2 separate regions of the Capra hircus genome follow, and region 1 is linked to region 2. Evidence: chromatin contacts called from public Hi-C data. All regions are on one chromosome and are shown on one strand. Each heading gives the region's core, a stretch centred on a gene start, on an enhancer-like site or on the middle of the called end of the contact. The rest is flanking DNA. Distances are from core to core; before and after follow the strand shown. Region 1 overlaps CNGA3 (cyclic nucleotide-gated cation channel alpha-3). Region 2 has its middle 130 kb from the start of ACTR1B.

Region 1 (4,335 bases), core at 676-3,175, 530 kb before region 2:
GAAAGCCCAAAGCCCCCCTCTGGTGTCTGCCCCCTAGTGGGTGAGGTTGGTCCAGACTGGGATGGACATCTACACACTGCTATATGTAAAGTAACTAATAAGACATCTAATAAAGACTTCTAGTGTAGCTCAGGCAACTCTCTGCATGACTTACACAGGGAAGCAAACTAAAAATCAGTAGATGTATGTACGTATGCGACAGACTCACTTTGCTGAACCCCTGGAATTAACGCAACATTGTAAATGTACTATACGCCAATAAGAATTAATAGAAAACCAACAAGAAAGCCCACAACCAGCGGAGAACACCACCTGCTACCTACACCACCGTCCTGCAGGTCAGCTCAGGAGTGACCCACCCCTCCCACTTCCCCTCAGGAGAGCAAAAACGCGCTCTTGCGTCTTCCTCCTGTGACTCAGTTAGGAAGGCTCCAGGGTGCCAGGCCCTTTGCTTTGATCTCAAACACAGGTCCCCACCAGTGCTGCTTTGAGCCCTTCCTTATGGACAGAGCCCTGGAGGGGGGCATGGCAGCCCACTCCAGTATTCTTGCGGGGAGAATCCCATGGACAGAGGAGCCTGGTGGGCTACAGTCCATGGGGTCACAAAGAGTCAGATACTACTGAACGACTGTGGACGGAGAGATTGAGGCACATCTAGCCGGAGGGGAGCCCCCGGGCACTCAGAGCTCTGTCCCTAGCTGCCCCTCTCCGCTACCTGCACACGAGCAGACACCAGTTGTAGAAGACAGGCACGGCGATGACGGTCAGCCAGTGGTAGTACATGTTGCTGGAAGGGTCCACCACCACGCTGTCCTTCTTCTTCCTGGGAATGCCCACACAAACAGTGCAGTGTGTTGGAAGTCTGCAGCTCTGGAGGGGTTTAGAGACCTGGTCTAGCTTACAGACCCCAGGGCAGCTGTGGGCTGCAGTGGAAGAGATGACTTCCCAGATAGGGTGCTATCAATCTCAGCGGGGGTCATGTGGGTGTCCCTGTAGAGGGCCTTCTCTGACAGCCCCAGGAAGCCACGGTAACTCTAAAACCATGGTGATGACATTCCCACATGCCCTGTGGTGTCATCCAGGCACTGCAGGGTGCCAGGGAGGAAAGTGGAGCACAGTATGTTGGAACCACCTCAGGGAAGCTTTGGGAAAATGCAAGTTCCCAGGCGCACCCAGACCCCTCCCGGGCTGGGGTCTGGAAATGTGCATTTGACCCTCGCCCCAGGCGGTTCTGAGGCAGCTCCTCTCTGGACTGACCTTGGGACCCCGGGGCTCCCCTTCAGGAAGGTGCTCTGTCCGCTTTACTAACTGCATTTGTGCAGATGTTCTAAAGCCTCACTTCCGAGCACTGGGGTCCTGCCTCCCACCGAAAACCACCAACCTGGGAATCACTGCAGTTATGTCAGCCAAGACTGAGTGGAAGAAATAGCTTAGGGTGCTTTCTGCTTTCCTTTTCAGGATTTTCGGAGGGTTAGAATTTATAGGTGGTACTGGAGATCTTTTCTTTGGGTCCACCTGTCTCCTCCCCCATGCCAGCTCCCTACCATGCCCACTAGGCCTGCAGAGCTGCTCCTCCCAGAGGACATCCTGGGTTGCCTTTCTGCACCTCAACTCAGCAAATGCAAGATCAGTTTCTCACTGACGGGGCTTTGGACATTCCCAACCACCAAGACTCATCATCACTGGGTTTGAATTAGTTTGTGAACATGGTATTTTCTAGTGCCCGGGAGAGGGGCTCCTCATATCCCAACTGTGAAGATGACATGGTGGGCAAACAGAAAGCCCCAGGAGAGGGCACTGGAGCAGGCTCCCAGGGAAGTCCCCAGCTGCCCACCCAGGGCTGCAGACCACCCTGCCTACCTACAAGCCCCACTCTGAGGTCCCCGACTTTCCCCGCAGAATGAGACCCTCACATGATTTCAGCAGGCCTGATCCCTGCCTGAAACCAAGTCCTTTTCCATAGCCCTAAGCAGCCCCCTCTCCAGGGCTGACCCCGAGGCCCCACGGGGTCAGCCCCTCTCTCCTCCCCGGGGAGGGACCAGGCGTGCTGTGACCCCAGAACTTCCCCTCTTTGGGGGCAGTTTCTCTTAGTACTTACTCCTCTTTCTTGGGGTCTTCCTTTTTCTCTTTCTCCTCCTTTTTCGCCTTGTCACTGGATGACACAGGGTGATACTTAGCAATTTTCGTATACCACGGGGAGAGGGCAGGCCACTGTGACTGGAGGAGAGGGCGTGGTGCAGGAAACTCATCTTTCCAGCACACTGGGGTGAAGCGAGCTTACTGATTTCAATAATAATAATGTCAGGAAGCTGATGCACAGAGAGGTCAGGTAACTTGCCCAAGGTCACAAAGCTCTTAGGTAGCTGAGTTGGGATACAAATGCTCTTAACCAGTATATATATTAAATGTATAGCATGTATGTGGTGCTAGCGGTAAATAAGAGACGTGGGTTTGATCCCTGGTTCGGGAAGATCCCCTGGAGAAGGAAAAGGCAACCCATGCCAGTATTCTTGCCTGGAGGATCGGGGAGCCAGTCCATGGGGTCACAAAGAGTCAGACACGAGTGAAGTGACTTAGCGTGTATGTATGTATGCATCTATTTATCTACCCATCTATATTCTCGATACATAGACCTAGAGAAAACTTGGAGGCGTATTTGCCAGTATGTGTTTCTCTGATACTGGGGTTCAATTGTTAACACAGAGTATACTTTTGTGGTTGTGTGCTCATGGGTGCTTTTCTATGTCCCAAGTTTTTGACAGTGAGCATATTAATAGATTGAGTAGAAACAAAAAGTTATAATTGGTGAGTCTGTTCCCTTGAATAGACTGGTCTTTCAGCAGCTGAAGTCTTAATGCCAAGACACCAGCAGAGGGCGCTGCCCACAAGCTTATTGGGCACACTGAGCCCTGCTGGGAGTTTAATTACACCAGGCTCTGCCACCCTTGTTCAGGATTTGTGGCCTGGGTTACAAGCTTCGGCCTTTCCTCTGGCTACCAACCTGCTGAGGCCTAGGGAAGACCCTGTGCCATCCATCTGTGTCCCCGAATACACCCAGCACTGACTCAGGGGACCTGCACAGAGCTACGAATCGATGGTGGCTTTGACTGAGAACAATTTGATCAGGAGAAGGAAATTTTCAGAACCCGTGGACTAAGCGAGAATGACATAAATGTGGTGGAAGAGTGGGGGAAGGTGTCCATAACAATTACTTCTGTATCTTTGTGCCCAGGTGGCCCCATTTGGGAACAGTTCCCAGTTTTGTCCTTTGGTCCTTGGACCCATAGTATGAGCCCCTCTGAAAAGATTTATCAGAGCCTGATGCAGCCGACCGCATCCACCCCCATCCTTGCCCACATCCTAGCCCCAGGTCGGAGGAGCCTGGAGACCCACCCACAAGACCTCCACCCAGCCGGGGGTCCTGAGTCTACTCAACTGCAGGACTTCCAAGGGTGTTTGATGTCAGGTTTGCCTTGACATCAAGCACATTTCAAAACAGCTATCATTTTGCAGATTAAATCATTTTGTTTTTCTGACATTTGGGTCTCTGGATTTGATGTCCCAATTTGGATTAGGAGTTTGAGATCAGGTCAACTCTTTGTGACCCCATAGACTGCAGCCCACCAGGCTCCTCTGCCCATGGAATTCTCCAGGCAAGAATGCTGAAATGGGTTGCCATTCCCTTCTCCAGGGGATCTTCCCAATCCAGGGACTGAACCTGGATTTCTTGCATTGTAGGCATTATTACTGTCTGAGCCACCTGGGAAGCCCTTCTTTTTTTCACTTCAAGGGAGAAATGGATTAAGCATTGGGGATTAGCAGATGCAAACTATTATATATAGCATGGATAAAGAACAAGTTTCTACTGCATAGAACAGGAACCTATACTCAATATCCTGTGATAAACCACAATGGAAAGGAGTCTGAAAAAGTATATAAATATATAAAACTGAATCACTCTGCTGTATACCAGAAATTAACACAACATTGTAAACTTATTTCAATTAAAGAAATAAATTTAAAAGACAACAACAACCAAAAAACCCCCAATGCAACTAACGTTCGCGGAGGGAAACAGAAACAAAAATTCTATCAGAACAAAGGGAAATAACAAGAAAAAGCCTTGGCATAGTTCTCTGTCAACTGGAAGTCAAGAAATTGGCATTGCTTGCTGATATTGTCCTCCTAGACTCCAACTGAGACCACCCCCTTCCCTACCTATCCCCGTGGTGTTCCATAAAAGAAGGCTGGAGAACGGGGCACACGTGCACATGTGTTCACACATATAAATGGTCACACCACATATACACTCCCTGTTTGGGATTTTGGATGGCG
Region 2 (3,890 bases), core at 769-3,268:
GTTGCTAGTTTCTGAAAAACTGATACAGAGTTTTAATTTGCCCTTATTTTATGTCAGTGGGGAACTAAATATGCAGATAGTTTTAGACGACAGTATGTTTTGCCATCTCAAAATTTGAGAGTAACTGAAATAAGTACTCATAAAATATTAACTTCCAGTTTTTAGACTTCTGTCTAGAAGGAAGTCATATGTCTGAAGGAAAAAGTACAGGTTGATTACTATTATGAGTCATAATTAATGTAGATAGTGATACTAGGCGCAGTAATGCAGAAACTTCACGTTATATGCACAGGGTAATAGATGTGATTGTCTTGATTTTTTTAAAGTTAAAATTCATCTTAATAATTCAATGTGAGACAGTGCTAATACTGAAAGGTTAATATTTTAAAGCTACAGAAAAGCTCTAAATCATCTCCTTTATGCTGTTTGTGCTCAGATGCCCAGTCGTGTCCGACTCTTTGTGACCCTGTGGAGTGTAGCCCGCCAGGCTCCTCTGTCTGTGGGCTTTCCCAGGCAAGCATACAGGCGTGGGTTGCCGTTTCCTCTCCAGGGGATATGCCCCACCCAGGAACTGAACCCGAGTCCCTCACAGCTCCTGCACTAGCAGGCAGTCTGTGTTTTTTCTTGATTGTTTATTTGGAGGATAATTACTTCACAACATTGTGATGGCCCCTGCCATGCACTAACAGGAATCCGTCCTATGCAAACGTGTTCCCCACTTCCTGAACCTCCCTTCCGCGTCCCTCCCCATCCCAAGTTGTCCCAGAGCACTGGCTTTGGGCACCCTGCTCCATGCATCGAACGCACGCTGGTCATCTACCTGACAAATGGTCGTGTATATGAAAGGGAGAGTCACTCAGTCACGTCCCACTCTCTTCGACCGTGTGGACTGTAGCCCGCCAGGCTTCTCTGTCCGTGGAATTGTCCAGGCCAGAATACTGGAGTGGGTAGCTGTTCTCTCCTTCAGGGGATCTTCCCGACCCAAGAATCAGACCCAGGACTCCTGCATTGCAGGCGGATTCTTTACCAGCTGAGCTACCAGGGAAGCGGGAAGGTATCTGTTTCAATACTATTTTCTCAAATCATCCCACCCTCAGGCAGGCACATTCCTTACCAATAGTATTTATATATCTATATACACTGAAATGCATACAAATAAGTGCATATTAATCCTCTTCACATTTGTTTTATGTAAATAATGTACCAAAGGAGTAAATTAGCATTTGGGTTTTTCTTTAATGTGAGATGAGTGGGTAAGCATACCAAATGAAGAGGCAAAATTGTTAACTCTGAGTACTTTCTTTGCATACACTTAATAATTTTGTTGGGCTTCCCAGGTGGCTCAGTGGTAAAGACTCCACCTACCAGTGCAGGAGATGCAGGTTCAATCCCTGGGTTGGGAAAATCTCCTGGAGGAAATGGCAACCCACTCCAGTATTCTTGCCGGGAGAACCTCACGGACAGAGGAAACTGGCAAGCTACTGTCCATGAGGTCTCAAGAGAGTTGGCCACGTCTTGGCAACCAAACAATATATAATTTTGTTAGAGTCCTTTGAACAGCCCTGACTTAATTTTATTTGTTCCTAAAAGAAAAGGCTATCACAGACTTAAATTCACTCTTAAAATATAGACCTATCCAAGAAATTAAATCATACTCTAATGACTGAAATATTTGCCTGTACTTGGATAAGTTGGCAAAAAAAAACCTAAAAGCAAATATTTATACGAGTCGTTTAAATAAACGGAGGTGAGGATGAGAGGGTGTCAATCCACCAAATTTGAATGGTTTAGAAACAAGGAGGCTGTTTTTCTTTTTGCCTGTACCACATGGCTTGCAGGATCTTAGTTCCCTGAACAAGGAACCAAACCAGGACCCCTGCAAGCGCTTAGTCCCGACCACTGCTGCATCAGGTAACCCACAGAGAAGCTTCTAAGTTTGGCGAAGCCTATTAAACTTGTGTCAGCTACAAATTGGTGCTTGCCTGGGTGCTTGCCATCTGCCTGTCTGCCTCTACAAAGATTAAATGATATGCTGCAGCTGCTGCTGACCTTCAACATCCCCTGCAGGAATTCAGGGTGCAGAGCAGAAATGAGGCCTCCGTGCTAAGGGGAAAAACTGGCAGGATAGGTCTTCAGATAGATTTTTTCAGGAGCTGATTTTATGAGCCCAATTCTTGTATCTCCCCATATATAGAAAAGCACTAAAGTCCCTCATGGTGACAATTACTCCTCGTGACCAGCAAAGCCTCACGAGACCCGTAGAAACTTTAGCAAAGTATGTGCTTGACTACATGTCCTCCCCCTTCACCAGACTCACATAAATACTGACCTGCCGCCCCTGCCGCTTTGGAGCAGTGTCTCAGAGCCGTCTCAGATGCTGTCTCCTAGGCTAAAGTCCTCATTTTGCCCCAGATGAAACTGAGCTCACAACTCTCACATCGTGCATTTTCTTTTAAGTCAAGAGTTGAATGACAAAAACATTTTAGAGGCTTTTCTGCCTTTTAAGAAAATGCCTATAGCGACAGTGAAAGAGGGCTTTCTAGGTGGCCCAGTGGTATAAAGAACCCACCTGCAGTGCGGAGACGCAGGTTCCATCCCTGGCCCGGGAAGATCCCCTGGAGGAGGAAACGGCAACCCACTCCAGTGCTCTTGCCTGGGGAATCCCACGGACAGAGGAAGCCGGTGGGCTAGTCCACGGGGCCCCGAGAGTCAGACACGACTGTGACAAACAACAGTGAAAGTCACAAAGAGCTGATAAGGCTTGGGCTGGCCACCACGCTAAAGGGAAACACGCCAGTCATCTCGCTGGCGAGGAAAGCTGGAGAAATTCAGAGATGCTGTGTGCTAACTGTCAGAGCAGAAGAGATTAGAAAAAAAGATGGGAGAAGTCACGATGCACATTATATCTTAGGAGAGCTGACTTACGCACCCAAAATATTTACAATGGAGTTGAATAAAATTTTTCATGATATAATCCATAAGAGCAGAGATAGATTAACAATATTCATCCATCACTCACAGGATAATGTTAGAGGTATTACCAAGGATGTCTCCAAACTATATCCTCCCCCAAAACAAACAATCCTGACAAAATGTAAAGGAAACCAGGGGCAAAACCAGAAGCTTGAAGGTACTTTACACACCTCCAAGGGGATGTCAAACACGTGCCTCCTGCCAGCGACTACAAATGCATTCTGACTGGTGTTTATTTTCAACTGTAGATTGAAATTTTCCTTGTGAGGGCACCATAGACCTAACTAAGGCCAAAGAAACCCGAGACAGTGCTTAATTGTTTCCCAGCCTGGAAAATTCCTGGTTACCTCTCTGATAACAGAGTATCTTTTTTCTAGTACTGTTACTAGAAACACTGTTTTGCCTTTAATCCAGAAACTTCACTCTCTTCACGTCGACAGTCCTCTAACAAACAGAACTAATGATATTTTAAACTAATAAATACCAAGCTGCTCAGAAACCTTAACAACATTTTAATGTAAAAAGATCACACTAAGACTTTGCTGGTGATGCAGGGGATAAGAATCTGCCCGCCGATGCACAGGACACAGGTTCGATCCCTGGTCCGGGAAGATCCCGCATGCCACAGAGCAGCTAAGCCTGTGCTCCGCAACAAGAGAAGGCACCACAGTGAGAAGCCCCAGCACGGCGAAGAAAGAGTAGCCCCCGCTCTCCACAACTAGAGAAAGCCCACAGAAAGCAACAAGGACCCAGCGCAGCCAAAAACAAATAAAATCATTTTTTTAATTAAGAAAAAAGTTTAAAGATCACCAGTAACATAGTTTATAAAATTGATCACCTCCAGGGCCCAAGCTAGCTCCCTATGAATTAATAACATGCCACCTCAGGGACTTCACTGGCAGCCCAATAGTTAAGAC

The links. Hi-C and Micro-C count contacts between places; a contact is called where the count stands out from the background.
Region 1: a contact with region 2 is called in a Hi-C map of blood, with 7 times the contacts expected there. The contact joins two enhancer-like sites. A contact is called at or near these places in 3 of 5 Hi-C or Micro-C datasets (blood and liver).

What each region holds. Positions count from the first base shown.
Region 1 is chr11:3,554,356-3,558,690 of ARS1.2, reverse strand. CNGA3 (cyclic nucleotide-gated cation channel alpha-3) reads right to left here. Exons shown (of 9, transcript XM_005686265.3): 6 at 2,099-2,152; 7 at 716-823. Among named protein-coding and RNA genes, the nearest start is that of CNGA3, 31 kb to the right of the region's middle. Within about 2 kb of position 1,925, at least 1 of the 5 cell types and tissues checked has an H3K27ac peak or open chromatin away from gene starts, as enhancers often do.
Region 2 is chr11:3,028,064-3,031,953 of ARS1.2, reverse strand. No RefSeq gene overlaps it. Among named protein-coding and RNA genes, the nearest start is that of ACTR1B, 130 kb to the right of the region's middle. Within about 2 kb of position 2,018, at least 2 of the 5 cell types and tissues checked have an H3K27ac peak or open chromatin away from gene starts, as enhancers often do.